Regions from separate parts of the Mus musculus genome. Here regions 1, 2, 3, 5, 6 and 7 are each linked to region 4. Evidence: chromatin contacts called from public promoter capture Hi-C data. All regions are on one chromosome and are shown on one strand. The core of a region is the stretch at or near the end of the contact, and the rest is flanking DNA. Distances in the headings are between cores, read along the strand shown.

Region 1 (3,887 bases), core at 873-3,372, 1.7 Mb after region 4:
CATTTGCCCCATTACAACAGCCTCGCCATGACCTCATATAACCCTGGTTACCTTGTAAAGCCCTCAGCTGCAGGGATACTTTGGGGAATAGGACTTCATCACAAGAGTCTAGGGAAGACAGTTCAGTTCACAATGGCATAATTTAATAGTTTTCTTTGAACTAGGCATGGTGATACACACTTTTCATCTTAGCACTTAGGAGGTCAGCTTGATCTACATAATTCTAAACCAGCCAAGGTTTCATACTGTCCCCCCCAAATTTTAATTAAAAAAACAAAACAAACTAACAAACAAATAAAAACCTACATGGTACTGGAGAAATGGCCCAGTGGTTAAGAGCACTGGCTGCTCTTCTAGGAGTCCTGAGTTCAATTCCCAGCAACCACATGGTAGCTCACAACCATCTGTAATGGGATCTGGTGCCCTCTTTTGGTGTGTCTGAGGCAGCAATAGTGTTCTCATATACATTACATAAATAAATAAATCTTAAAAAACAGATACAAATTACACATACTGCCCTTTAAACAGTGATTATAAGAGAGACAGGGTGGGAAGAAAAGGCAGTCAGCAAAAAGTGGGAGAAGGACAGATGTGGTGCTCAGTTGTGGAGGGAGGGACAGGAAGCAAGCAAGCCAGTCCCCATCCCTCTGTGCCCGGGAAAATACAGCAGGGCCTCTCTCTGCTAATCATTAAGTAGCTTGTCAGAAGAGCCCCAAGAATTCTTTCCTAATTCAGTATATAATCTAGTGTTCCCTACGCATCAGATATCTCCTCAGAGGGAAGCCAGCAGCTCAAGTGAGTTCCCAGGAAGGAAGTCAGGTACAGCCCCCTCCCTAGCACTTGTGCACCCTAGGTCATATGAAGGCGCCACGGAAGAAACATCTAACTAGCAGCCACTTTTGTTAACAAAAGGCCATGCAGGAAGACAGAGAATTGTGCTGTTTTGTTTACCTAAGTAGTAGAGCCAGAGGCAGCTGATGGGAGAGTTGGAGGCAGGATTGGTTTCCTTGGGCTCCATTCCTACCCATTTCCTGATCCTCTGGACTCTTTTCCCATGTACATAAATCTGATGGAGGGAAGTAACAATTGTCTAAAACCGAGTGTCATAGTTAGGGTTCTAATGCTGGGAAGAGACACTATGACCACAGCAACTCTTACAAAGGACAACATTTATTTGGGGCTGGCTTACAGGTTCAGAAGTTTAGTTCACTATCATCCCGGCCAGAAGCATGGCAGAATACAGGTAGACATGGCGATGGAGAAGGAGCTGAGAGTGCTGCGTCTTTTTTTTTTTTTTTTTTTTTTTTTAGACGGTTTCTCTGTATAGCCCCGGCTGTCCTGGAACTCACTCTGTAGTCCAGGCTGGCCTCGAACTCAGAAATCCACCTCCCTCTGCCTCCCAAGTGCTGGGATTAAAGGCGTGTGCCACCACTGTCCGGTTCTTTCTTGATTTTAGTCACAGAATAAGATAACTATGTTAGAACATCTAGATTTTGGTTTTTTTTTTTAAATAAACAATCTAGAGATGATTTAAAACAAGAATATCTCAGCACTCAAGAAGCTGAGGCAAGAGGCTGGCAAGTTCAATATCAGTCTGGCTGCATTTCAAGACCCTGTGGCAAAACAAAAGAAAAAATAAAGCATATGAAGATTGTGCGTGGATTATAGACAAAGTTTACGCCATTTTCTATGAGACTTGACCAACCAGGGACTTTATATAAGGAGTGGGAGTCCTGGACCCAAAATTCCAGGAACCCAGGTATTTGGCCTCCATAATCTGCTCTAGGGAGCCTCATTTCCATATTGCCTTTGACACGCAAAAGTGGTTTCTCTTAGCTTCTTCGTGTTCACATTGCTGATTACAAACTGGGAGTCAAAAGACCTGTGATACCTACCCACGCTCTGCACCTGAAGAGCAGAGCCATTTTCAAGTAGTGTAGAAGGGCAACTGGACTAACCTGAGCGCCGAGGGTCCCCTGTGTTGCGACCTCCAGCCTAAACTGAATCACCCTGGTCAATCCGAACGCCTCTAGAGGTCGCCAGTCGCCAGCAGGCGCCAGAGATGCGGCAGAGTTCGCGCGGGAGGCGGGACGGGGCAGGGCGGGTCGTTAACCTAAGTGGGAGGGGCTCCGGGGCGGGTCCCCGTGCCAGGTGCGGTTTGGTCCTCCCAGGGCGCCGTAGGCGGTGCATCCTTCCGGCTGCAGGGGCAGAGACAGCCTCTTCTCTAGACCGCAGGCGGGCGCGGACCTGAGGCGCTGCTGCCGGGTGGTCCTTCCTGTGTTGTCCGCGCCCTGGACCATGGCGGCGCTGGCGGGTAAGAAGGGCCCATTCCGTCCAGCCCGCCGCTCGCGGGTTTCTGGCTGTCTGGTTTTTCTTGGGTCCGGAATCCTCAGCGAGAGCCTGGCAGGGTGGGGAGGATCGAACACAATGGTTCCCTCGGGACTTGAAGGTCTTGGGACTCTGGAAGTCCGAGCGCAGTCGTTCTAAGACTGAGGGCTCCTTGCGGCCGGCGCGTGGGGCGAATTCCCGCGAGGTGGATCCTCGGATCTGCAGACCGGGCAAGTCTCCTGGCTAAGGAAGCCGAGGCACCTGAGATTCTGAAATATGGGAAGTACAGGGTCTTCCAGAGTTCAGGACTTGAGATTCCGAGTTATCCTGGGTTCTAGGTTTTCTGTAGACCCAAAGTTCTCGAAGGTGTCTTTGGACTCTGGGATTGGGAGGAGTGGTTCCTAGAGATAGAGTATGAGTGTGGAGTTTATGATGTGGATAGGAAGACATCCGACCGTTCTTCCTGAGGCTCAAAGACCTCTGCCTCCTGTGGAGAACAGCTTCAAGTCTTCCTAGAGACTAGTTGAGTCCTCGCGTAGTCTCTGATGCCAGCAGATTAATAGCTCCGCACCTTGAGGGGAAGAGTTGAGTGAAGGAAATTTCAGAATTGGCTTAGCTGGGCCTGTAAATCCCTTCACGAATCATCTTGCAGCTTCCTGCCCCGCGGCATCATGAACTTTCTGCCGCCTTATTCCCAGCCACCGGTGTGAGTGGCTCAGTTTCTGGGTCTACCAGGGTCGACTTCCAAAAGTTTTCTAGAAAGGCCAAGGGAGAATTTTAGGGGTGGGGGAGGGACTGAATATGTGCCTCCACTTCCTGGCTTTGGGCCGGTGGACAGTCACTTCCTCCATCCTGAATTCAAGGACCGGGCCGCCAGTGGGTCACTTCCTCACTACGGGAACATGGAATTTCAGACCTTATTGGTGATAATATGCTCTGGAGAAGGAAAGCATGGAGCGGAAATTCGTCTGTCTCTTCCCTTAATTTTTTTTCCTGGCTGGTAGTGGTGATTGCACACCTGTAATCCCAGACTAGACAGAGCCAGGAGAATTGCTTGGTCTGTGTGTGGCGTACTAACTAGGTCAACCTGGACGACAGAATACGATCCTGTCTCTAAATAAATAATTTTTTTAAAATTGAGTTGGATGGGATGTGGTTCACTTGGTAGAAGGCTTGCACAAAGCAAGGGGTTTCATCCCCAGCACTGCCTATACCTGCTGCATGCCTGCAATCCCAGGTCGAAGGAGAGTCAGAATTCAAAGTCATTCCTCTGATATGTAGGGAATTTGAGGCCAGCCTGGGTTACATGAGAGATACGGTCTTTCTTTTTTTCTTTTCAACGAGGCTGGAGAGGTGACTCAGGTTAAGGGTGTGCTGTTCTTGCAGAGGTCCCTTCTGGTTCCTGACACCCAACTCAGTGTCCTATTCCTCCAGCTCCAGAGGCTTCTTCAGCCCTCTGCAGGTCCCTGCAGTCCTGGAGCCCATGCACACTCACATACATAAATAAAGTCTGCTCTTAAAAATTAAACACGTGGCTTTAGAGTTCTTCAGTTCAACCG
Region 2 (3,995 bases), core at 181-2,680, 1.6 Mb after region 4:
AAGAAGACCTCTGTACAGGTTGGGAAGCTCAGGCCTAGAGCCACAGGTAAAGAATGAGGGAGAGAAACCAGCCATGGGTCCCTGTCTGCATGTTATTGATAGCTGACCAATGCCCAGGAGACATGGGTTACGGCATTCTCCCTGTTGTCGGTAGAATTCTAACCCTGGCCTTTGGCCCTTGAGACGAAAGTCAGACTAGAAGGGAACAGCTCAGAACTACCCTAAGGGCCCTGTTAGAGGCACCTGCCATCTGGTCCCTACCCCACCCCATGCAGAGGCAGCCCTGCCAGCCACCTGTGGTTCAGCTTCAGGAACCATCTGGCTGATCTTCCCTAACTTGGGAGTATGGATGGTCCTTCTCTATTCCTGATGGGAGGCCGCAGCCCAACAGGAAGTCCAGACCTCCCTATTTCAGGCCTCCCTTACACTTCCTTTTGTTAATTTTTTTTTAAATTAAAAATAAACCAGCTAAGGCCCATGAAGAGTCTGCAAACATAGGAATCACTTAGGAAGACTCCAGGGGAGTCCTTTGGCCGGCAGGTGGTGGTGGTCCAGGGTGGCTGTGGACTGTTGGTATCTCATTTCCCTATCCTCTCCTCCAGCTCCAGCAGAGTACAGTGAGGGGAGGAGCTTAGGTCTTTTCTCCCCACCAGAAGAAAAGAGATTCTGGAATGCCAGGCACTAAGTCTGGGTGGGGGGAGAAATAATGGGGAAAGGTGAGGTTATCCTTAGAGAAGGTGGGTTCTAAGGGGCCAGTTTTCAAAAAATTATAGCCAGAGACCCACGGTAGGGCCAAGCCTGGAGCAGAGGCAAGGGTTCAGAGTGCCAGGCCACAAGGACGAGACTTCTTACTTCCACAGTAGATGCTGTTCATCATGCGGCTGGGAAATAAAAGGAATGATTCCCGGGCCGTGCAGGAGGGAAAGGGGGGGGGGGTGTTTCGGGAATTCTGGTATTCCTGAGGCCGGACTATATTCTTGGGATAAGGGGCAGCAAGGTTGTGGAACTGTCGTACTAAGGTTGGGAAAAGGCGCACTCACCTCCACCCGCCCCCTGGCCAGGCCTCGAAGACGGTTCCAATCCGGTCGGTAGTTGGTGGTGGAGGTGGCTGGAGCCACAAGGGCTGCAAGAAGCAGCAGCAGCGACGGCGGCGACAGTAGGATGCTCATCTGTGCCTGGCAGGAGACGTTCCGCAGGCTGCACCCAAACTCGGCCGCTGCGCCACGTCTGGCCCGCAAGCTGGCCCCGCCCAAGCCAAAAGCTCCGCCCAGCCATAAACCACGCCCCCAGAGCTAGAAACAGCCCCACTGACATCCCACCCAAATCGGGTGGTTGCCTCCCACTAACCCCCATCCCTGTCTCAGCTACTCTCTGGTCCTCCAGACTTCATGTTCCCAGTTCTCACAATCTCCATATTGCATTTGCCCACTAAGTGTGAAACGCTCCCGCAGGATGCCAGGAGACAGCACTACTTCGCGTCACCAGAGGGCGCAGGAGGTTCGCAGATGGACACAAGGATTTCTGGGTCAGAGAGTTAAGATAAGGAAGCAGGAACCTAGGAGATCTCCTTTATACGCTTTTGATGTCTTTGAACGAAATTCCGATCAAAGCTTCAATTCCCCAAAGCACACGTTGTAAGCGAGGACCATTACCTACGCCCCGCTCAAGAAAGCTCAGAGGGTAAAAGCGCTTGTTATGACAGCCTGACTCCTGAGTTTTATCCCTGAAACCTAAAAAAAAGTGAAAGAAAAACAGCAATTCCCACAAGTTGTGCTCTGTCCTCCACAGGCGTCCCCAACCGCTCACCATGGCATGTCCGTGCCTGTACAGGCACACGCGGTGCACACACACATATAATAATAATAATAAATATAAATTCTTACAAAGGAATACTACCTATCCTTTTTTACCTAGAAAAGGCTGGGAGGGTTAATATACACAATGCATCTCATTAGAACAGTATCTGGTCAGAGATGGTACACACCAATCTCCTACTGTCCTTGAACTCAAAGCAATACTCTTCACTCAACCTCCTGAGGGCAGGGTGATTAGGACAGACTCTGGCTGTGTTACCTTCCATTATTAGCTCTTCCCCTTCCTCATCACAACGGCCCCCTCCAGCAATGAACTCCGTTTTGCAGATTAGGAACTGTTTCAGAAATGTAAAATAGGCCAATTCATAGATCTGGATTTGAGCCCCAAACACCTCTGTGGATCATCTCCCTGGACCAAGGAGGAAACAGGTGGCACTCCATGTCCTCATGCCTTCAGCAGACACAGCAAGTACAATCAGTTTTTTGTCACCCTGGATTTAACCAGTCTCAAGTTGGAAATATTAGGAAGTAAAAACTGCCTCTGTACTGAACATGTACAGACTCTTTTCTTGTTGTTATTCCAACCAATAGAGCATTACAACTATTTATAGCATCTGTATTGTATTAGGTGTTATAAATTATCTAGAAATGATAGAAAGTACAAGATCAGGCCACACGGGCTTTAGGAAAATACTAAGCCATTTTATCTATGGATTTGAGCATCCTCATATTTCGAGTTTTGGTATGGAAGTGTGCCCTGGAACCAATCCCTGGCAGACAGCAAGAACACGCTGTGCCCTTTCCCACAGGATTCAGAGAACCTTGTCAACACTGAGCCAACGCTGCTTGTGATCCAAGGTATTTTTACCTTTCTGGGCTTATTCCACCACTTTTAAAATGCGCATTAAAAATGGGGCGGGGAGAACCATCAGCAGATAGTTCCATGACTATAGGCACTTGCTGCCAAGTCTGATGCCCTAAGTTCAAGTCCCAGAACCCATGACAAAAGGAAAGAAGAGACTCCCACAGATTGTCCTCTGACCGTCGCATGTTTCTAATATCAAGCACTCACAGACAGACAGACAGACACACACAAATGAATAAATAAACAAATATAAAAATATTGGTGAGATAACTTAACATGTAGAATCAATTGTTGTATAAGCATGAAGACTGAGTCTGGATTCCTACACCAGTGTGAAAAGCCAGCCATGATAATACAAGCCTGTAATCCTGGCCCTTAAGAGACAGGGCACGAGGATCAGAATTCAAAGCCATCCTCAGAGGGGCTGGAAAGATGGCTCAGCAGTTAAGAGGACCGGTTGTTCTTCCAGGGGGCCCACGTTTGATTCTTAGCACCCACATGGAAGCTAACAACTGTCTGTAGTTCTCATTCTAGGGAATCTGATGCCTTCTCCTGGCCTCTACAAGCACCGGGGGAATGCATGTACTGTTCAGACATGCTTGCAAGCAAAATCTCCATGGACATTGTCTTAGTCAGGGCTTCTATTCCTGCACAAACATGACCAAGAAGCAAGTTGGCGAGGAAAGGGTTTATTCGGCTTACACTTCCATACTACTGTTCATCACCAAAGGAAGTCAGGACTGGAACTCAAGCAGGTCAGGAAGCAGGAGCTGATGCAGAGGCCATGGAGGGATGCTACTTACTGGCTTGCTTCCCCTGGCTTGCTCAGCCTGCTCTCTTATAGAACCCAAGTCTACCAGCCCAGAGATGGGAGATGGTCCCACCCACAAGGGGCCTTTCCCCCTTGATCACTAATTGAGAAAATGCCTTACAGCTGGATCTCGTGAATGCATTTCCTCAACTGAAGCTCCTTTCTCTGTGATAACTCCAGCCTGTGTCAGGTTGACACAAAACTAGCCAGTACAGACATAAAACACAAATAAAAAATTTAAAAAGTAATCTTCCGTTTCATAGTGAGTTTAAGACCAGCCTAAACCTATGAGAACCCAACTCAAAAATAACACACACACACACACACACACACACACACACACGGGCTAGAGAGGCAGCTCTGGCATTAAAAGCATGGCTTTATGTTCTTCTACGGTACAATTCCCAGCATCCACATGGTGGCCCACAACCACCTCTATCTAAGTCAGGTTCCAAGAGATGCACTATAAGATGCCCTCTTCTGGCTTCTGTGAGCACTGTACACA
Region 3 (3,699 bases), core at 1,193-3,692, 1.3 Mb before region 4:
CATGAATCCTGGAATAATTCTGTGAAAGGAGGAACCCTTATAGCCAAATCCTTTCTCTCCAGTGCTCAGAGCTCGAAAGTTTTCTGTTAAAAAAACAAAAAACATGTATACACATATACTTATTCTTTTTTATAGTTTTACCCACAAAACTTGTTAAAACTAGAAAATGAAACCAACCTGCTGTCTTTGGAACTTTGTCTGCAAACAGCTGTAACAAAGAAATGAACAGCTAGTTAATATATAGGTGAACAGTCTCATGCTTAATGTCTTTAGCTTTAGGGACTTGTGAGTCAAATTCATTCTCAGAACACCACTTTGGTAATAACGTTCAATTCCTAGTAAGAAATCACACCTATCAGCTTTAAGATTCTACAGGGTTGAGAACCAAAAAATATGAAGGAAATCTGGAACTAGTCATTACTTAAAATAGTGACAGACTCCTTAAGCATGACTCAAGAGCTTTTAATACATCACACCTACTTCTGAATAGACTTGAGGCTTCTCAAAAGCATACCATCACTCCTAACTTCATGTTGAAACCTAAAATCAAATTCTCAAAGCACTGTCACACAATGCATGATTAGGCAAATAAACTGTTAGTTTCTGGCAATGAAAATGCTACCACCTTCAACCTGTCAGCATAGCTTTAAGCATCAGGTGAGTGGCTCCTAACCTAATTGTAGAGGACTGTAGAGGATTCCAACACTTCAATATCTACATGCCCTTTCATAGCTAGTTGAAAACCACAACTCATCAGTTGCAGCATCTACACTTCTCTTGGAGGAATACATTTATGGTTTAAGTAGTTAAATATGTGACTCCTTTGGACTGTTTTTTTTTTCTCACAGCTTAACAGCTTTCCAAGTCCACATTTTTTTTCATCAAATTATGACTTCAAAGCCTTTCTTGGCAGCTCCACCTCTATTTTCACCTATGGGCTCATCTCATTCCCATTAAGCTCTGGTTAACCTGATACTATCCTACCCAGGCTAAGCTTAGGCCAAGTTTCCACAAGAGTCCTTGTCAATTATCAGCTCTTGACTAGATACATGCTGGGTGAGGGCTAATTAGAACCTAGTGCTCTTTTTATGTGCCTACCTACTATGTGTACCCAGCACTGTGGCAGGCGGGCAATCGGGAGATCTAGCTTTTGAGTTAAAAACTCACCAATGATAGCTTCTGGAGTTTAACAGTACAGACACTAAGTAACATATTCCACTATGGCCTAAGGGCTAGTACTGAGGCTAACAATAATATTTAATTTTGGGGTTTTTTGTTTTTTTCGAGACAGGGTTTCTCTGTATAGCCCTGGCTGTCCTGGAACTCACACTGTAGACCAGCGTGGCCTCGAACTCAGAAATCCGCCTGCCTCTGCCTCCCGGGTGCTGGGATTAAAGGCGTGCGCCACCACGCCCGGCTGAATATTTAATTTTGTAAAAGAAAAACGCCAATTGTTTAGGGTACTCTAATTACTAACTGATCTTTAAGCAGCCACTTAACCTCCAGAACTAATTAAGTAGGTAACTACTGGCAATCCACTTTGGTCAATGCAAACTGCAGCGTGGCCAGTCATAACATGCCTGTCTCACTGAGGGTAATAGGGAGGGGTTCAGAGCGCCTCCCCCGCTGCGCCATCACTGCGACAGGAGGCGGTCCTTGGGCACCAGCAAAAGCCAAGCCTTTCTCGTTTCCGCTCGGGGGTGGGGGACGCGGAGGGGTATTTTGAGCCTCCCTAACCAAATGTGGCTACTTCGGACCAAATGGCCAAAGGTTCAATTCACACTCAAGTCTGCTATAAAACGATTATTTTATATTCTTCGTAGGAACCACTAGGTTTAGGAAACCACTAGGTTTAACCGGGCTAACGAGCACGTCCGGGCTCTCCGAGCCTTCGCCCCTGAGACCTTAGGCAGGGTCCCTGCTCAGATCCGAGTAAAAGGCTGTGGGGCTCCGGAAAGCAGGCTGGGAAGAGGCCCGCGGGGCTGCAGCGCCGCAGCGGAGCAGGGCGGGGCCCAACGGCTGGGAGAAGGGAGAGGCGCGGAGCACGTGCGCCCGGCCTCGCGGGGCCCCACAGGACGCAGCCACGTGCGCCTGCGGGGAGGCCGGGACGGGCGGGGACGGCCCCCTCCCCCAACGGCCGCGCCCCGCCCGGCTTTGTCCGCAGCCCGCCCAGCCTCCCCGCGCCTCGCCAGCCTCCCAAAATGGCCCCTCGTCAGGAAATGGCGCCGCCACCCGCGCTCGCTCCACCGGAGGGTCGGGCCGCGCCCGAGAGAGCCTCCCCCTCCACAGCTCCCGGGACCCCACCCTGGAGCACCACTGCCCACCCGACCTCGAAGGAGACGCGGCCCAAGGGCTCGTCATCGGCCGTGATGTCGAAGAACACGGTGGGGTTGACCATGGCTGCAGCAAGCGGCGAAAAGCGACAGTGGCGTCTGCAAAGCGGCACGAGCCTCGCCGCGGCTTCCTTTATACCCGGTTCGGGCCCCGCCCACCACCGAGTCGCGCGCCCGGACCTGGATCAATCACAACTGCTTTCCAAACGGAGTGACGGCGCGACAGGCCTATGGGCGGGCGCGGGCGCGGGTGGGGCGGGGCGCGAGGCGCGCGTGCGCTGTAGCGCGCAGAGGCAGGTTCCCGCCCGCGGGCTCCTACTAGATGGTTGCGGCGCGGTCGGTGGGGGAAGAGTCCGAGGGCAGTTAGGGAGGGTGGCCACGCAATCTGGCTGTCCTTAGGAACGCGTCGGGGCCCCTGGTCTTCCCCAGTGGTACCGCGTATCTTCCCATTGCACAGAGCAAGTAACTGAGGCAAACATGGTCCTCAAGGTCGAGCGGCCCTTCAAGGTCGGGCGGGGTCCTGAGGCGCTGCCCTCTCTGCGGAAACTCGAACAGGCAGGCATCCCTGGGCCTAGATCCAGGACCCACACCGTCATTGTGCAATGGCAACCGCTTCCTGATAGGTCCCTGTGAGCGCCTCCGTTTTCTTAAACTCTGGGGAACGGGCACAAGCAGCCCCCTCATTTTAAAGATTATGAAATACTTTTTAAATGTCCTACTTTCCAAATATATCTTGTGTTTTCTCCAGGAGGAAGCTATTTAAACACGATCCTGGTCAGAGTCTACCTGTAATTTTTTTCTCCCCGACCCCCAATACCCCAAGGTCTTCTCATTTCCTCATGTGGCCTAAGGCGTGCTCTCAAAGGCTTCACACGCCTGTAAATCCCACCTCTAGGTAGATGGAGACAGGAGGATAGTGAGTTCCATACAGCCTGAGCTGTAAGTGTGAGGCCCTGCCTCATAAACAAAGCCTGAGTATGGGAAAGTCGGTGCTGTGGAAGACCCTTCACCATAGCGTCTGCTGGAGTTGGCTCCCGAGCTGTAAGGCCTTTAGACACAGAACCTCAGGAATGTGGGTCTGGCCATGCCTTATTTGGATGAATCAGACCAAAAGCACATTAGGTTGAACTACAAAGAGTTTTGATTTGCCAAACTGGAAAATTCTGTACCAGTGTGCTTTGTGCATATAGCATCATGTAAACCTGCTTTTCTCAAAACTGTTAAGTGCTTGCAGGACAAGCTCAAGGACCTACCTGCGTTTGGATCCCCAGCACCTATGTAAAAGCCAGGCCATTGGGAGGAGTCTGTAAGTCCAGGCCTGGAGGCAATGGAGACTGACTGGTTAGACAGTCTAGGCAAGACTGAG
Region 4 (4,051 bases), core at 408-2,907:
GTTTGGCTCCCCCCCCCCCCCACTCAAATGGCTTGTCTCCAGACTCAAGGCTGGTGTTCATTGGAAGACATATTAGCATAGTCCCAGGTCCTGCTGGGGTGAACTCCACCCTTTATTTTTGGTACTGGGTTGAAGTTCAGAAAAGCAGGCAGATTTCACCCTTACCTGGAGGCAGGGTCACCTAAAATGAAGCTTCCTCTTGCACCTTCTTACAACCATTCCATCCCTGGGCACTAGGGGACAGGTCCATGGACATAGGGAACTGGGCCTCGAGTCCTCTGGACCAGTCTCTTCTCTTTCTTGGCGATAGGAATGGAAACTAGGGCCTCATACATCATAGGCAAGCCGTAACACTCCTGCAACCATATCTTCAATTAATAAAACGTAACTTGTAAGAATCCAATAATGAATCCAGCTGCTCCTCCTAGAACACAATACACGCCTTTCTCCCCTTCAGATTCCGACCGGCCTCTAGTGAGACACTATGAGTGGCGAACTAACAGACTCGGACGCCTGGATCTCTCACCTGAAGGTGATTTTACATAAAATGGGGAACTGGGGGGCTACACATCGGGCTCCCAGCTCCCTTCCCTGCCTGCCCCGGGCCAGAAGCTCCGGCATTGAAGCCACGCCCATCCTCAGAAGGGTGCGACACGCCTACTTCTCCCACATGGACCCTGGTTTCTTCCGAGTCCTCGCCCGCCATGCTAATGTTTGTCTGTGTCTGTCCACTGTGTCAGTAACTCTCAGAAAAGCAAAACCAAAAACCCCACCAATCGCCAACAATCCGCCTCAGTGTCTTTCTGGAGCCCTTGTCAGAGACCTCAGAGCTATGCATATCACACCCTGCCTACCTTGCAGGGAAGCCAGGAGGACAGAGTGGGAAGGCAAGGACAGTGTGGCGAAGCTTCCGGGCGGTGTACAGAGAGGGGAGGCCCGGGGTCTGGGTCGCATTCAGCTTTGTAACTTTAAGGAAAGAACTCAATTTCGTGGGTTCTGGGTTTTCTGTTGAAACAAGGGGATGGGTTGAAGGACGATCACAGGGCTTCTCAACCCCGACCGTTACTGGGGTCGGGCGCGGCATTCCCGGCCTCCCTCCCAAGCCGACGGCCCTCGGTCCCCTCCCCCGCCCGCTCAGGCCACGCGTCCAGGGGCCTGGGGAGCATGTCCTCCCACCCCCACCCACCCTAGAAAACCGAGCAGGGGGGCCCGCCCGGTAAGTCCGGCCGCCGGTTCCAGGCCGAGCCCTCGGTGCCCGAAACCCGCTGCACGCACACAGAGGCGCGTGATCCCGCCCGCCGATTAGTCAGCAGTTGTTTCAGGCCGGCCGGGATCCCTTCCCCCAGCCCTCCCGCCAGCCTCCGTCTCCCTCCAGGGCAGACTCTTCAGAGACGGTCCCTAGAGCCAGCGGGCGTAACCATTCCGAGCCACCGCGCCTCGCGCCAAGGAGCTCTCGGGTTCGTGGGTAACCCTCGCTCACTGGCGCGCTGGCCCCCGAGGCGCCTTTTTTTTTTAGACCACTCGTCACGTCCGGCTCTTTGGGAGAGGATCGGGTCAACGGTTTCGGGAGCGAAGAGCCGAAGAGCTCCGGTTCGCTCCTCTTCGGCCACCCCCGAGGCCTGGCCCGATGGTAGCGTCCGAGGTTGCGGGTTTCGCGCCTGCGCAGTGCGGCGCCTAGGGGGAACGCGAGAAGGAGACGGACGTTGAGAGAACGAGGAGGAAGGCGAGAAAATGGCGTCCACGGGTAAGCGGAGTGGGATCGCGGTCCCGCCGGCGACAGCTGGGACACCCAGACTGGGAGGCGCTCGTCTCTGGGGGTGGCAGGGATGACTGAGTGAAGTCGCCGAAAGGGGTTGGAGTTCCCGCCGCGGCCCGACGAGCTCGGGGGTGGGGGTGGGGGATCCGCGTTCCCTTCCCCTCCCCCACTAGGCGGGCTGGTTCTGGAACCTTTTGGCGGCCGCGTTGCGCGCGAGGGCCTCGCGGTAGCTGAGGCGTGCAGAGCCCGTCCAGGCCTCCTTTGTGTGGTGGTTGTCGGGGCCGGGTGCTCCGGGTCTCTCGCCACGTGGGCCGGGCCTAGGGCCTCCGAGGGCCCGAAGGGGACCGCGGCTGGGCCTGGAGCCCATCACCCCGAAGGCGCGTGAAGCGAGGTGTCTGATGGCGGCTCGAGAAGCCGTGGCCGGTTTCCCGTGGAACGTCTCCTCCCATCGCTAGCCCCAGGGCAAGTGTTTACTGTGTAGGGACTCAGAAAAACAAACAAAAAGCCGTCGCGAATGTGTAAGCTGAGGGGCGCCGGCTTAAGAGGGGAGCCCCATTATCCCCCAGGCCTGGCCCGGCCCGACCAAGCTGCCCCCTCGGAGGACCTAGTTGGTTCCCCTAAATCTTCGTGCTCCCCACTCAAGAGGCTTCGATTTAATCATGAGTTAACTCCACCTCCTTCCCTACCCAAAAAGCAGTGGCTTCCCAGTGTCCTTTTCTCAGCAACCGGCGCGGGGGATCGGTTGTATAACAAGGTCCGTCTGGATCCGGAGAGGAGACTCTTTTCCAGAAAGAGATTTCTAGCAGCTTTGATCCAGGAGAGGCAGAAAAGCCTCGGCACGCCACGTTTCTGTAGGCCTGCTCGTTAAGCTAGCCGGCTGATTTATTTCTTGGCCCTATTGAGGCCAGGGGAAGAGACCCATAGCGGATTTTGAAAGTCCAGGGCGGGAACTCTAGAATGTGATGGTTATGTTGTGGTCCTTACCGAGAGAATAAGTGTAGCCTAGCCCTCACCTGCAGTTTAGAATACAGTTAACTGGCACAGTGGCGGGTTTTTTGTTTGTTTTTGTTTTTGCTTCTAGCGGAATCTAGGGTCTGGTGATGTGGCCTTGGAGGCAGGAGGAGAAAACAAGTGGGGGTGACAGGAAAAGCTCTGGGTTCTTCATTTGGCTTAGGAAAGCTTCCAGCATCACAATTTGACGACGCAAACGATGTAGTTAGTAAACAGCTTGCTTTTGGTACCAGGCTACCCAAAGTGTCCCTAAGAGAAGACTGAGATACGACTACAGTCCAATATATCCTAGTGGAAAATGGTTTCTTTGGTGGTCCTTTTACCCTTCTCTTAACCTCTAAAGCCCAAGAAGGCAATTGCAGTTTTTCTGCTTGATAGATCATTGCCACTTTTTAGTCATCTTTGTTATCAGAAAATGTTGATAGCACCCTGAACCAAATTTAAGTTGAAAAGTGTGCTCTGCTATACCCACAGTCCTGGCCCTGCTGAGGGGACTTTATTAAGGGCTTTCCTGAAAAACTTAGTTTTAGACTTTTTTTAAAGGGTCGGTGGCGATGCACCGGTGCTGGGAAGGCAGAGGTAGGTGGTCTCTGAGTTTGAGGACAGCCAGGGCTACACAGAGAAATCCTGTCCTAGAAAAAAAATTTTTTTTCTTGAGCCTTTCAGTTCTTAAAATAACTTTTTTTTTTGGTCCCAACAAACTTACCCTTGCTAGCTACAGGAATTATGTAGCCTAAACCTTCCTATTCAGCTTGGCTAATGGCTGCCCTGAAGCAAGCCACTGCCTAAGGGGAGTAATGGTTTCCCTCCTCTGTATCTTGTAGAACAGTAACTATAGAGTGTGTCCAGTAAAGCAGAATTACAGTCTCTAAATAACTACCAGAACAAAAAGTAAAACATTAGCATTCTAGGATGCCCCTACATCATAATCTCTCAGCCTGCTCTGTGTGTGTGTGTGTGTGTGTGTGTGTGTGTGTGTGTGAAGTGTTTACGTATCCGGGCATTTAAAGACTTATTTTTTCAATTGTTAAATTATCTGACCATTGCTTCAGTGTCATGCTTGTAGGTAGATAAACATGGGGGGGGGGTCGCTTTTTCCTTAGCCTACCAAATCCTTTGGCAGCACCCTCGTCTCAAGTGGTTGGCTGTTCTGTATCAGCATTGCCAATTTTACATAACTGCTCTTGTGTAAGTCTTTGTAAACATCAAACTTAATGCCAATGACTCAAAAAGTCGTTTTTACACAGAAACCTCAACAAAATGTAGGTTGCAGTATTTGCTTTG
Region 5 (4,040 bases), core at 610-3,109, 1.4 Mb before region 4:
CTTATAGGAAGATACCTGGTAAACTGTGTTCAGTCATGGCCTACATAGAAACTCAGGTCCCAAAGGTTGTCTCACTTGTTTACAGGGAACAAACTAAAGCAGGTGACAGAATGCCTACAACTGCTAGCATAGATCCCTACACACGCATTATCTCCTTTAACTGAGACACTGAAATTAACCACTGCCTTTTTCTGTACTTATTTTTTTTTCACTGCATATAACTGTAAGATTGTCTTGCTACAAGAGCTGGGCATGGTGGTGCACGCCTTTAATCCCAGCACTTGGGAGGCAGAGGCAAGTGGCTTTCTGAGTTCGAGGCCAGCCTGGTCTACAGAGTGAGTTCCAGGACAGCCAGGGATACACAGAGAAACCCTGTCTTGAAAAACAAAACAAAAAGAGATTGTCTTGCTACTGATCCAAAAGCTCAGGGGGAAGTCTTAATGCCTCTCTCTGCTCCTCAGCCTTCTACCCAAACTGGTATGATATACAAGACAACATAAACCGCCAGGCAATTTGTCCCAAACAAGAACGTGGGCCAGGTGTCTTACAGGGCACTTAGAGTGTGAGACAAATACAATGTCTCCAGGGATGTAGGCTACTGGCATTGCAAAGACCAGCTGGCACGGTTCAGCATCAGCCACACTTGGGCCAAGTCCTTCCTCAACAGCACCCTCTTTTCTAGCTAAGTCCTTTTACAATGCTCAAACCCCTTCTATACTTGTAGGCTGAATTGCTTTGTTGGGCCCATTTCCCAGCTTTAAACCATCTTTGGAGGTAACAAGTTGACAGGACATCTAAATAACAAGTGCAACTTTCTGTCTTCAAACAAAAGAAAGTGGGGGCAGCGCTGCTGGCCTGGATTCCCTGAAGGCCACCTGGCCACTCTATTTCAAGTAAGACTTTCTGAAAAATGGGACACCTCCTAAAACAAGGTGGTGAGTGGTGTGGCCAATTAAAGGCTACAAGGAGGCCGGGTGGTGCTGAGCTAGGACATCAAAGTCTGTTTTAAACTTGTCCACAACGTGCACACATTTATCAAATGAAAATGACAGGCAAACATGAAGATTGCAAAGCATTTATTTGAAAGGGATACATTTTATCAAAGCCCACTTTTCGCTTTAAAGGCAGTTTAAGCGGTTCATTCCCACATGGTCTTCCCAGGCTTCTTAAAATGTTCTTTATCAACTACTCAAGCCTGTAATTAAAGCCACATTTTTAAACTACAGAAACGAAGGAGCCTCTTGAACCATGTCCTAAATCTTACTGCCAAACATAACGTCACTAAAATCACTCAGTGGTATTAAATAGGAGCGACAGTCGACGAGAGAACCCGCCGAAAAGCTAAGTCCATCTTTGCTTTTACTGGACATCCAAAAACAAAGCCAAGTGGGCAGCAAAAGCCTCGCCGGTCACGGCACAGCCCAGTGGCCCAAGTTCCAGCCCAGGCCACCTTCTGGCCCCTCACTGGGCCCACTTCCTTTGTGGCCCCAGGCCGGCGCGCGGGGAAGGCGGGCCCCCTGACAGGCCGTCTGGAGCAGGCCGGGGGCGAGCGGCAAAGGGGACGCCCCCACCGGAAAGGCGCGGCACTTCCTCCGGGAGCCGCAGGCCCACCTGACCGCTGTCCCTGCCCGCTCAGCCGCCCGCCCGCCCGCCCACCCCGAGGGACCCCCACCCCACGCCCCGGCCCGGCGGCAGGACGCGCCGGTGAGCGCTCACCTTCTTGCCCTTCTTGCCCTCCTCCTCCATGTCGCCGCGTGCGGCCCCCGCGGCCCGCCCCGGGAGCCCCACTGCCAGCGGCCGCTACATGCTCGCTCTGGGCCCGCCACCCCCGCGCTCACCGCGCCGCCGGCCCGCCCGCAGTCTCCGCCCCGGCCGCGCCCCACCCGCACTTCCGGACCTAGGGAGCCCGCCCACTCCGGAGACCCCGCCCCCTCACGCCCCGCCCACTGCCTCGGCGCTCCCGCACTTCCGCCTAGAGGCACTCGCTGGGCCCAAGGAGGGCGATACCAAGAAGGGCGATTCCCTGTTTTTCCCAAAGCCCCTGAAGAGACCCAGGGTCACCCCGGGCCCCTCCATGCCTCCTCAGGGCGGGAGGAGCACACCTGCCTACCCCAGTCCTTCCCATCCCCTCTGGAAAGGCGCCCCAGTACCCCCCCCCCCATCCCTAGCTCTCCCGAACCCTTCAGGGCCGCGCGGGAGTGGCTCCAACTTTTCAATTCTGCCGCCATCTTTAGGGTGGCCGACTTCCCAGCCTGCCTCGCGATTAGGGAGGCGGGCCACATGCCCCTGGGAAGGGACAGAGTCAGTCTCCAATCCGGGTTCTGGGCGCGCTGCCACTTGGCATCCCTCTCTTTTTACTCTGAGCCACAAGGAAACCCTTTTCTAGTAACTTTCTATTCTGGCTGGGCGTGGCGGCGCACTCCTGTGTAATCATAGCACCTGGCTGCTAGAGACAGGAAAATGAGTTCAGGATCAACCGTTGGACCAGAGTCTCATAAAAGAATCCAAAAATGTACAATAGCTGCCAACAGCAACCTTCTAGGTAGTGTATGCAACCTGTTGTCTGTATGGGTTGTCCTAAAACATCTTGAAGATAGTATTCTGGCTGGGCAGTGGTGGCGCATGCCTTTAATCCCAGCATTTGGCAGGCGGATTTCTGAGTTTGAGGCCAGCCTGGTCTACAGAGTGAGTTCCAGGACTATACAAAGAAAACCTGTCTCGAAAAAAAAAAAAAAAAAAAAAAAAAAAAAGCATTCTGATGGATATTCACATTCCTGAGTTTATGGTGTTTCTAATCTAGGCTTCAGCCACCCACACACAAATGCAAAGGTGCTTTTGGGAAGCTGGAAGGTATAAGGAAATCAGGGTTCACAATGGCCAGGTCATCATATCCATGCTCTAAGGCTCAAGTTCAACTTCCTTCGCCTCCAGATCTACACCTCTAAGAAGAAATGTTTAATGAAAATAAAATTTAAAACATGATAGCTGAGAGGCAGTTCACAGGGTATGGCTGTGGGTTCCCTGGAAAGTTATGGACCCTATGGTCCACCCAAGCCTCTATGTTCACTAATCTCACACCCAAGCCAAAACTATGTGTAATGTGTGTGTGTAAAATTTTAAAGCTTTATTCTCTCCTACCCTTGGTACATCAGGAAGGTAAAAATTACAAGAGCACGGGCATTCGGGCCCTGCCAGAGTAAAGTTATAGATTTTTTAAAATTATTTTTATTTTATTTTCATTTGTGTTTTGCCTGCATATGCATCTATGTGAAGGTGTCAGAACTCCTGGAGCTGGAGTTACAGATGGTGGTAAGCTGCCATGTGGGTGATGGAAATCGAACCCAGGTCCTTTTGAAGAACAGCCAGCACTCTTAACCACTGAGCCATCTCTCCAGCACCTACATAGTTAACAGACATCATATATAGTTACCACATTCACAGAACAATTTCAGAGGATCAGGTGATTTTTCAAAAGCAAGTTGGCACCCCAACAGGTCTTTGTTTTGCTGTTATGCCAACCCACAGTATGGAATTTACTGATCCTAAACTAATACTAAACTGGGCCATGGTGGTGCATGCATTTAATCCCAGCACTTGGGAGGCAGAAGCAGGCAGATCTCTGAGTTGGAGACCAGCCTGGTCTACAGAGGGAAGTTCCAGAACAGCCAAGGATACACAAAGAAACTGTGTCTCAAAAGAAAAAATATGCTAAATGAAGCCAATACTTATTTTAAAATACTAAGTATCCTGCTAATTGTAGTTCTCTCAGGGCTACATGCAAATCTTTACAATAGGGAGCCATGCCCTCAAAGCAATATGACTCCTCCCTTCCAGTCCACAGTTCTGGGGAAGGCTCATGAATCCCTTCCTAGTCCATGATGGAATGTTGACTGGCTTGATCTTGTTCGGGTCTTTTTTTTTTTCTTTCTTTCTTTTCTTTTTTTTTTTTTTTTCGAGACAGGGTTTCTCTGTATAGCTCTGGCTATCCTGGAACTCACTTTGTAGACCAGGCTGGCCTCGATTGTTCAGGTCTTAAGCAA
Region 6 (3,682 bases), core at 194-2,693, 1.4 Mb before region 4:
CCTGTTAACATCTATCCTCCAAGGATTACCCAATACATAGTACTGGGACAATGGGTTAGTCATTTGAAGGAAATTCCTTAGATTCTTTACTTCATCCCAGACATCATGATATATTTCAGATAAACATAGTCCTATACTTAAAAATCAAACCATAAAACCACTCAAAAATATGTCCTTACTAAAAAATTACAAGAGAAGACTCTAGGCTTAGATGCAAATGAAATTTCAGCGGAAACAAAATAACAAAGCTGGCCCATCAGGCAGAATACAGGCTAGAGGGGCGGTTAACTGCTCATCACACAAGCATTAAGACACAAGCTTGAAAACCTAGCAGCTGCATAAAAGAGCAGGGTGCAGCAGGGGGTGGGGGTGGGGGATCCCTAGGGCTCACTGACAGCCAGTTTAGATCAATTCAGTGAGCTCTAAGTTCAGCCAGAGACCCACTCACAAAAAATACGGTGGAGAGTAACACAAACACTCTATTTCCGGCCTCCACATACACGTACATGTATAGCCACACAGAAACAAATTTAAAACACTTTAGGGCTGGAGAGATGGCTCAGTGGGTAAGAGCACCCGACTGAAGGTCCAGAGTTCAAATCCCAGCAACCACATGGTGGCTCACAACCATCCGTAACAAGATCTGACTCCCTCTTCTGGTGTGTCTGAAGACAGCTTCAGTGTACTTACATATAATAATAAATAAATCTTTAAAAAAAAAAAAACAACACTTTAGAGGAACCTGGTTAACGAATATTAAACTGATGCAAGAACTCAAGTTTAAGCCAATATAGCTTAGTGAGATCCTATCATTAAAAACACCCAATTGTAAAAAAAAAAAAAACCCAAAAGTTATTTGTGTGAACTCCATTCAGGGAGTTTATAAAATAAGATGGTATTCTGGTTTCTTTGTTTTAGAAACACGGGCTTATTTACTGAAGGATTGCTAGATCCAATCGTTAGGAGTCCGACTTAATCAGTGTACTCGTCCCTGAGGATTAATAATCTAGTAGCATTAGTGAGAAGTAGGATCTCACTGGAGAAAACAGGTTACTGGGGTATGCTCTGGAAAGATCCCTAGCCCCTGGCCCTTTCCTGTCTCTCTGCTTTCCCAGGCGCCAGGAGGTGATTGGCTCCACTGTTGAATAATTCATGTGCTTCTCGGCAAAACGTTCTGCCTTCCCACAGCCCCAAAGCAACAGAGTCATCTAGTCACACACTAAACCCTCTGAAACCGGGAGCGTCAGTAAAGCATCAAGAAAGAGGACCCCAAAACCAGCGGACAGAAACATAGGCTCGCCCGGGGTAGCCGCAGAACGCCTTGCCGGCGCGGCCAGCGACGTCACCTCTGCGCCCCGCCGGCGTGGTGTGTGTGGGTCTTCCGGCCGGGAGGCGGCGGCGGGCGGGGCGGAGTGACGTCACGGGAGGCGCGCGCCGGAAGCGGGCCGTGCCGCACGGAAGCCGCGGGGGCGGGGCGCGGAGGCGATGGGGGGCGGCGGCGACCGGCGATGAGCGGCGGGCGCGCGTGAGGAGCCGGCGGGCGAGGCTGGGGGGCCCCGGAGCGCGAGCCGCAGGGCGGAGGGCGGGGGCGCGAGCGCAGCGGGCGGCGGCGGCGAGGCGGCGGCCGAGAAGATGGCGGACGGCGACAGCGGCAGCGAGCGCGGCGGTGGCGGCGGCGGCGGCGGCGGGCCCGGCGGCTTCCAGCCCGCGCCCCGCGGCGGCGGCGGCGGCGGTGGCGGGCCGGGCGGCGAGCAGGAGACGCAGGAGCTGGCCTCGAAGCGGCTGGACATCCAGAACAAGCGCTTCTACCTGGACGTGAAGCAGAACGCCAAGGGCCGCTTCCTCAAGATCGCCGAGGTGGGCGCGGGCGGCTCCAAGAGCCGCCTCACGCTGTCGATGGCGGTGGCCGCCGAGTTCCGCGACTCGCTGGGCGACTTCATCGAGCACTACGCGCAGCTGGGTCCCAGCAGCCCCGAGCAGCTGGCGGCGGGCGCCGAGGAGGGCGGCGGGCCGCGCCGCGCGCTCAAGAGCGAGTTCCTGGTGCGCGAGAACCGCAAGTACTACCTGGACCTCAAGGAGAACCAGCGCGGCCGCTTCCTGCGCATCCGCCAGACGGTGAACCGCGGCGGCGGCGGCTTCGGCGGGGGGCCCGGGCCCGGCGGCCTGCAGAGCGGCCAGACCATCGCGCTGCCCGCGCAGGGCCTCATCGAGTTCCGCGACGCGCTCGCCAAGCTCATCGACGACTACGGGGGCGACGAGGACGAGCTGGCCGGCGGCCCGGGAGGCGGCGCCGGCGGCCCCGGGGGCGGCCTGTACGGAGAGCTCCCGGAGGGCACCTCCATCACCGTGGACTCGAAGCGCTTCTTCTTCGACGTCGGCTGCAACAAGTACGGGGTGTTCCTGCGAGTGAGCGAGGTGAAGCCGTCCTACCGCAATGCCATCACCGTGCCCTTCAAGGCCTGGGGCAAGTTTGGAGGCGCCTTCTGTCGGTATGCAGATGAAATGAAAGAGATCCAGGAGCGACAGAGGGATAAGCTTTACGAGCGACGCGGCGGGGGCAGCGGTGGCGGCGACGAGTCGGAGGGTGAGGAAGTGGATGAGGATTGAAGCAGGCAGCTTCCCGTACCGGCCTCCCCCAACCCCACCACCATCCCCTTGGCTAGAGAGCGCCCTTTCCTTCTCGTCCCCAGTGAGCTAGTGGAGAGGGATCAGGGGAGGCCGCAGACGAAGAAAACAAAAAAAAAAATAAAATAATATAGTTAAGAGAAATAACCATAAGAAAACAGTCACAGACAATTAGAGAAAAGCAGTTAAGTTCCAAGGAACTGCCAGCAACCTGCAAAGAGGAGCAGCATCTCCTCACCTGCGCAAGAGTCTCAGCTTCTGTTGTTTAAAACCGAGGTTCGGAAATTCATCAGGAAAACACTGGAAGGGATAGATAGATCTTCGAGCGTCTGGGACCAAAACCACACCTGGGTTACCCAGACTCATGCATTGGGAATAGCTGAATTTGTGTTCTTCCTGGGTAATCTGGTCTTAGGATCCCTCCAGGCCTCACTACTATCAGCATCTATCCCTTCACCTCCATCGAAATCAGCATTTTGGATCTAGGTCTTAGTGGAATCTTTGAGAAGAAAGAGGCCTTTTGCAGTTACCCAGTTCTGAGGGTACAGGTTTATGAAAAGGAATGCAACTTTACACAATCATGGACAGGGCAAGAGAAGAATTCAAGAAGCCATTGGAGAATTCGAAAATTAGATCCATTTAAAAAAAATGGTTTTGCATGGAACCTGGACCAAGGCCCCTGTCTTTTCTTTGCAGAATTGTTTTCCGGGATGCAAATGAATTCAGAGATCAAAGCTTGAACTAGAATCCATTACTAAAATAGTTTAAAAGTTGGCAATTTTTTTTTTCAAAAACAAAAGCATTTTTACAATGGGGATTGCTGAGGTGGGCACAAGAAGTCAGGCATAAAGCACAAAGTGGACTGTTTGAGTGGATTGGTTGCTGCTCATTAAAGTTCTTCCCTTGATCTCTTAAGTATGGAGGTCTTTACCAAGAAATGGCTTAGCATGAGTGGGAGCTGAATCCCAGTGGCTCCACCGTATGAACCAGAGAATTATGGCTAATTCGGCTGTTACAGCCACTGGCTGGCTGCATTTTAAACCTTAAAACTTGACTA
Region 7 (3,923 bases), core at 1,009-3,508, 1.3 Mb before region 4:
CTCTATATATGTAACCCAGGCTGGTCTTGAACTTGTGACATTTGCTTCAGTCTTTTTTTTTTTTTTAATTTCTGAAAGCTTTTAATTTATTCCCTCCCAAAAGAACAACTGCAATCAAAGGGGTTGAAAGGTCAGGATTTTATTGCCTTCATAACAAAATCTGCTTAGAACTGGATCACTTGGCCCTTTCTCTTCTTGTCGCCTTCCAATTCAAAATGCTTGCATCTCTTAATAGCCAGCATCCTCTTAGATCTGCAGTTGGGCTCAACACACTCCAGTCTCAGCACAATCTTCTTTGTAGTTTTAGCCTTTTTGTGGAAAATAGGCTTAGTCTGCCCACCATAGTCACTCTGTTTCCTGTCATAACGCGGCTTTCCCTGGGCATAAAAGACTCCTTGCCCTTCTTGTACTGTGTCACCTTGTGGGGTAGTGCTTTGCACATTTCTTGCAGAATGTCCGGCAGGTCTTAGGCACGTTCACCATGTTCGCAGGAGAGCTAGCAGCTCGGAAAGAGCTCACTTCAGTCTTTAAGTGCTAAGATTACAGGTGTGTCCTACCGGATCTAGCTGTGTTTACTCTTAAAGGATGCTTAAGTGAGGCAAGGCAAGAGGACTGCTTTAAGAAAAGGCAAAAAGGTGTGCAAAGGGAGAGTGGAGTTTAAGGTGTTAGGGGGAAGTGATAAAAGACAAGGTGAGCAGGGGTCAGAAAATGTAGGGAATTCAATACTTAGAAGTATAATGGTTGGTACACTGGTAAGACCATTATCATTTGATTACAGTATTGCCTGGGGAACTGATTCCAAACTTGAACACAGGGTTCTGTTATCTGAACACATTATTCCATTCATTCCACTCACAGTTGTCCATATCTTCATATCTTTTTTTAAAAGATTATGTGTGTGTGTGTATACACTTGCTATACTCCAGACACACCAGAAGAGGGCAACAGACCCAATTACAGATGGTTGTGAGCCACCATGTTGTTGAGAATTGAACTCAGGACCTCTGGACAAGCAGTCAGTGAACCACTGAACCACCGCTCCAGCCCCATGTTTGTTTGTTTTTGAGAAAGGGTTTCTTTGTGTAGTCCTGGCTGTCTTGGAACTTGCTTTGTAGACCAGGCTGGCCTGGAACGCAAAAATCCACCTGCCTCTGCCTCCTGAGTGCTCGGATCAAAGACGTCACCCCACCCCACCCCACCCACTCCCCTCAAGTACTTGTCCATATATTTAAATGAATAATTCATTTAGAAGTTCATCCCTTCCTCGTTTAGCATTAAAATTATTTTTTCATAAAGACCTGCTCCAAGTTGCTTCTTCTGATGGAGGTTGATCTCAGAGCTATAGTCCCTGTCAAAAGAAACAATTCAAATTTTGAGACAGGTATTGTCTAGCTGGAGATAAATTTCTAAAACAATGGCTTGGAAAAATCCTACCACAAGAACGAAGTCTCAATACAACAACAAACAAACAACAACAAAAACCGTAGAAAACTATTTTGCTCACAACTAACTCCTACAACTGGTCTGTGCTTCCTAATGGGAAAAAAATTAAGCTTTGAAGCTGGAACCAGAACAAAGTCTAAGACTTCTGATGAAGGCTGTATGCAAATGACTACATTCACCTAAGTGCGTTTCTCTAGCTGAGAAATGGATGTGGCTCTCCCAAATCTCCCGGGCTCATTGATGATCACAAAAATAATAAAACCTTTTAAAGTTGTGTGAATGGGTTGGCGATAGCTAGAGAATTTAACTAGGTGCGGACTACGATATACACTTATTCCTAAATTTTCACAATAGCTTTTGCACAAAGGTAACTCTACTTTAGACATTTGACCCTGTGCTACCTAAACGTTCCCCTTAAACTTGTTGCAATTGAAGAAAAACAAAGCAAAGAAGTCCTGGCGGGCTCTGAAATGGGCGGGAAAGGCACAGCTGTGCCGAATCGCTCCAGTCTATTGGTTCACCGAGCTGTTGTTCCCAGCCTCCCGCCCCCGTGCGGCCGACAATGTTTTCATTGGCTTTCCTCCTCTCTCATTGGTTCATTCTTCTGTTCATCAGAAGTCCGCGCAAGGAGAGCGGCGGAGAGAGTGTCAATGTTTGGTCGGAGGGCCCACCTCCAAGGGCCGTGTGCAAAAAACAAACAGCGGTTAGGGAGGCGGCACCGGGAGGGCGGAGTTATGGCTAGAAGGAAGCGTACAATTGGCCGGCCGCCGAGGTTCAAACGAACAACGTGAGCGGCTATTGGTGGAGGCGGCGCGAGGCGGGCCCCGGGCATTGTCCCGCTCTGGCTGCGGCGGTCCGACTGCGAGAGCGGCGGCGGCGGCGGCGCGGGGCTGCAGTGGGCGTCGCGCGGCCGAGACCATGGTGAGTGCGGGGTCGCGCGTGGAGTGGGCGCGCAGAAGCCCCGGACGGCTGCTCCACCTGGGGGATCGGGAGTGGGCGGTGTCGCGCTTCGGAGCCGGAGTGCCCGCTGTTCCGGACTCCGCCGGGGGTTGGGGGGGCGCGCCGGACGCGGGAGGCAGAAGCAGGGGGGCGGGTGCTGCGCCGCACAGAGGAGGTCCGGCTGTAGCCCTGCGAGTTCTGAGGCTTCGGCTCAGGGTTACGTAATGCCCCCCGCTGAGGATCGGAGGAGTTCTGATCCTGCCCACCAGAACCGCTCGCCTCGTCAGCGGCTTGCCGGTTATTCTTTGGAATAGAAGTTTATTTACTTGGCTTCATCTTAAAGTATCTTTTCATTCTGTAGTTTAGATCTAGTTGAAAGTGACTTCTAAAGAAAGAAAGTGAGTAAAACTTTAGCCCCATTCTGAAATTGAGGGGAAAGTCCTAAAACCAATCGAGACCTATGTGTTTCACCAAGATTAAGGGGAGTGACGCTCTCTTTTTGGAATTATATTTCTGTCGGTATCCTGCTTGAAATATGCTTTCGCTGTTATAGAAATAGTAAGCCTTCCCAAGAAGGACTCTCTGCATGCACTTAGAGATTAGTTAAGGAAAAGCTCTTTATCTTTTCTTTGACGCTTGTCTGGCTGGGCTAAGACTCAAGCAAGAGCCTGCCTCCAACTGAAGAGCTTACTAATTTATGTACATTTTAGATGTGTGCATTCCACAGACTCTGTTATCCTGACATCTCTTTTGAGGTCCCAGGTTACACTTTGAACAATTTAAGCAGAGACAGGAGATTGCAAGTCTGACCGCTGAAGTGGATAGATTTATACATATTACTACATATGGCTAGGAGTATTTTTAAGTATGCCACTGTTCTTTTTCAAAGTTATTACCGAGGGTCATCATACCTACCTTGCAGAATTACAAGCTGGTTTATCTTTATCTGGGCCTAACTGCTGGTCATAGATCAGTTCTGTCTCCTTTGTCACGGGAATGAGTCTGATTGGGTGGCCCATCCTGGTGAACAGTTGTCTCCTAACATCCTAAGTTCCATGTTTTTAATTTGCAGGCCTGCTTAGCATACTGCTTATCTTCGAGGGGTTTGAGAGGCGGTCCACCTTTAGCTAAATTTCACTTGGGCCAATGTTTCCTGAGCAAATCTATTACTAAATCCATTGTAACATCAGTTTTATTACTTTGTGTTTCATCTACATTTTCACATGATAGGTACTTTATTTTTGGGTTTTTTTTTTTTTTCTTTTTCTTTCTTTCTTTTTTTTTTTTTTTCGGTTTTTGGTTTTTCGAGACAGGGTTTCTCTGTATATAGCCCTGGCTGTCCTGGAACTCACTTTGTAGACCAGGCTGGCCTCGAACTCAGAAATCTGCCTGCCTCTGCCTCCCAGGATTAAAGGTGTGCGCCACCACGCCCGGCTTGACAGGTACTTTCAACAGGTGCTTCTTGCTTAAAAGTTAAAAATCAACCCCAGGCTATCATTTCTCATACTGTAGATAATAATAGTTTGTCTCATTGTTGACCA

The links. Promoter capture Hi-C pulls out the DNA fragments that hold promoters and counts their contacts. Capture Hi-C pulls out chosen DNA fragments and counts their contacts.
Region 1: a contact with region 4 is called in a promoter capture Hi-C map of liver, with 4 times the contacts expected there. The contact joins the promoter of Limk2 here to the promoter of Ewsr1 in region 4. A contact is called at or near these places in 2 of 39 promoter capture datasets (both in liver) and 1 of 9 other capture datasets (adipose tissue).
Region 2: a contact with region 4 is called in a promoter capture Hi-C map of liver, with 2.2 times the contacts expected there. The contact joins the promoter of Selenom here to the promoter of Ewsr1 in region 4. A contact is called at or near these places in 3 of 39 promoter capture datasets (embryonic stem cells, hippocampal neurons and liver) and 1 of 115 datasets of contacts at active chromatin or transcription factors (kidney).
Region 3: a contact with region 4 is called in a promoter capture Hi-C map of liver, with 2.3 times the contacts expected there. The contact joins the promoter of Ppia here to the promoter of Ewsr1 in region 4. A contact is called at or near these places in 5 of 39 promoter capture datasets (cranial neural crest, liver, maxillary cranial neural crest and 2 more), 6 of 115 datasets of contacts at active chromatin or transcription factors (astrocytes, embryonic stem cells, large pre-B cells and 1 more) and 1 of 9 other capture datasets (adipose tissue).
Region 5: a contact with region 4 is called in a promoter capture Hi-C map of adipose tissue, with 2.0 times the contacts expected there. The contact joins the promoter of Ccm2 here to the promoter of Ewsr1 in region 4. A contact is called at or near these places in 1 of 39 promoter capture datasets (pre-B cells), 1 of 115 datasets of contacts at active chromatin or transcription factors (large pre-B cells) and 1 of 9 other capture datasets (adipose tissue).
Region 6: a contact with region 4 is called in a promoter capture Hi-C map of pre-B cells, with 2.3 times the contacts expected there. The contact joins the promoter of Purb here to the promoter of Ewsr1 in region 4. A contact is called at or near these places in 4 of 39 promoter capture datasets (the C10 cell line, cranial neural crest, liver and 1 more).
Region 7: a promoter capture Hi-C map of pre-B cells shows a contact between it and region 4, with 4 times the contacts expected there. The contact joins the promoter of H2az2 here to the promoter of Ewsr1 in region 4. A contact is called at or near these places in 4 of 39 promoter capture datasets (cranial neural crest, erythroid cells, frontonasal cranial neural crest and 1 more), 2 of 115 datasets of contacts at active chromatin or transcription factors (astrocytes and bone marrow-derived dendritic cells) and 1 of 9 other capture datasets (adipose tissue).

What each region holds. Positions count from the first base shown.
Region 1 is chr11:3,407,473-3,411,359 of GRCm38.p6, reverse strand. It overlaps Limk2 (LIM motif-containing protein kinase 2), which reads left to right and starts at 2,122. Exons shown (of 16, transcript NM_010718.4): 1 at 2,122-2,314. The coding sequence starts at 2,299. It overlaps Gm51879 (a long non-coding RNA gene), which reads right to left. Exons shown (of 2, transcript XR_003949624.1): 1 at 1,959-3,887; 2 at 1-1,613.
Region 2 is chr11:3,512,119-3,516,113 of GRCm38.p6, reverse strand. Selenom (selenoprotein M) reads right to left here and starts at 1,430. Exons shown (of 5, transcript NM_053267.3): 1 at 1,041-1,430. The coding sequence starts at 1,169.
Region 3 is chr11:6,414,610-6,418,308 of GRCm38.p6, reverse strand. It overlaps Ppia (peptidylprolyl isomerase A), which reads right to left and starts at 2,442. Exons shown (of 5, transcript NM_008907.2): 1 at 2,330-2,442; 2 at 178-208; 3 at 1-83. The coding sequence starts at 2,398.
Region 4 is chr11:5,096,702-5,100,752 of GRCm38.p6, reverse strand. It overlaps Ewsr1 (Ewing sarcoma breakpoint region 1), which reads left to right and starts at 1,657. Exons shown (of 17, transcript NM_007968.4): 1 at 1,657-1,744. The coding sequence starts at 1,732. It overlaps Rhbdd3 (rhomboid domain containing 3), which reads right to left and starts at 1,480. Exons shown (of 9, transcript NM_177370.4): 1 at 1,187-1,480; 2 at 855-1,005; 3 at 166-356.
Region 5 is chr11:6,544,706-6,548,745 of GRCm38.p6, reverse strand. It overlaps Ccm2 (cerebral cavernous malformation 2), which reads right to left and starts at 1,859. Exons shown (of 10, transcript NM_146014.3): 1 at 1,717-1,859. The coding sequence starts at 1,746. It also overlaps the pseudogene Gm24000.
Region 6 is chr11:6,473,837-6,477,518 of GRCm38.p6, reverse strand. Purb (purine rich element binding protein B) reads left to right here and starts at 1,443. Exons shown (of 1, transcript NM_011221.3): 1 at 1,443-3,682. The coding sequence starts at 1,633. The coding sequence ends at 2,607.
Region 7 is chr11:6,442,778-6,446,700 of GRCm38.p6, reverse strand. It overlaps H2az2 (H2A.Z histone variant 2), which reads left to right and starts at 2,258. Exons shown (of 5, transcript NM_029938.1): 1 at 2,258-2,364. The coding sequence starts at 2,362. It also overlaps the pseudogene Gm11970.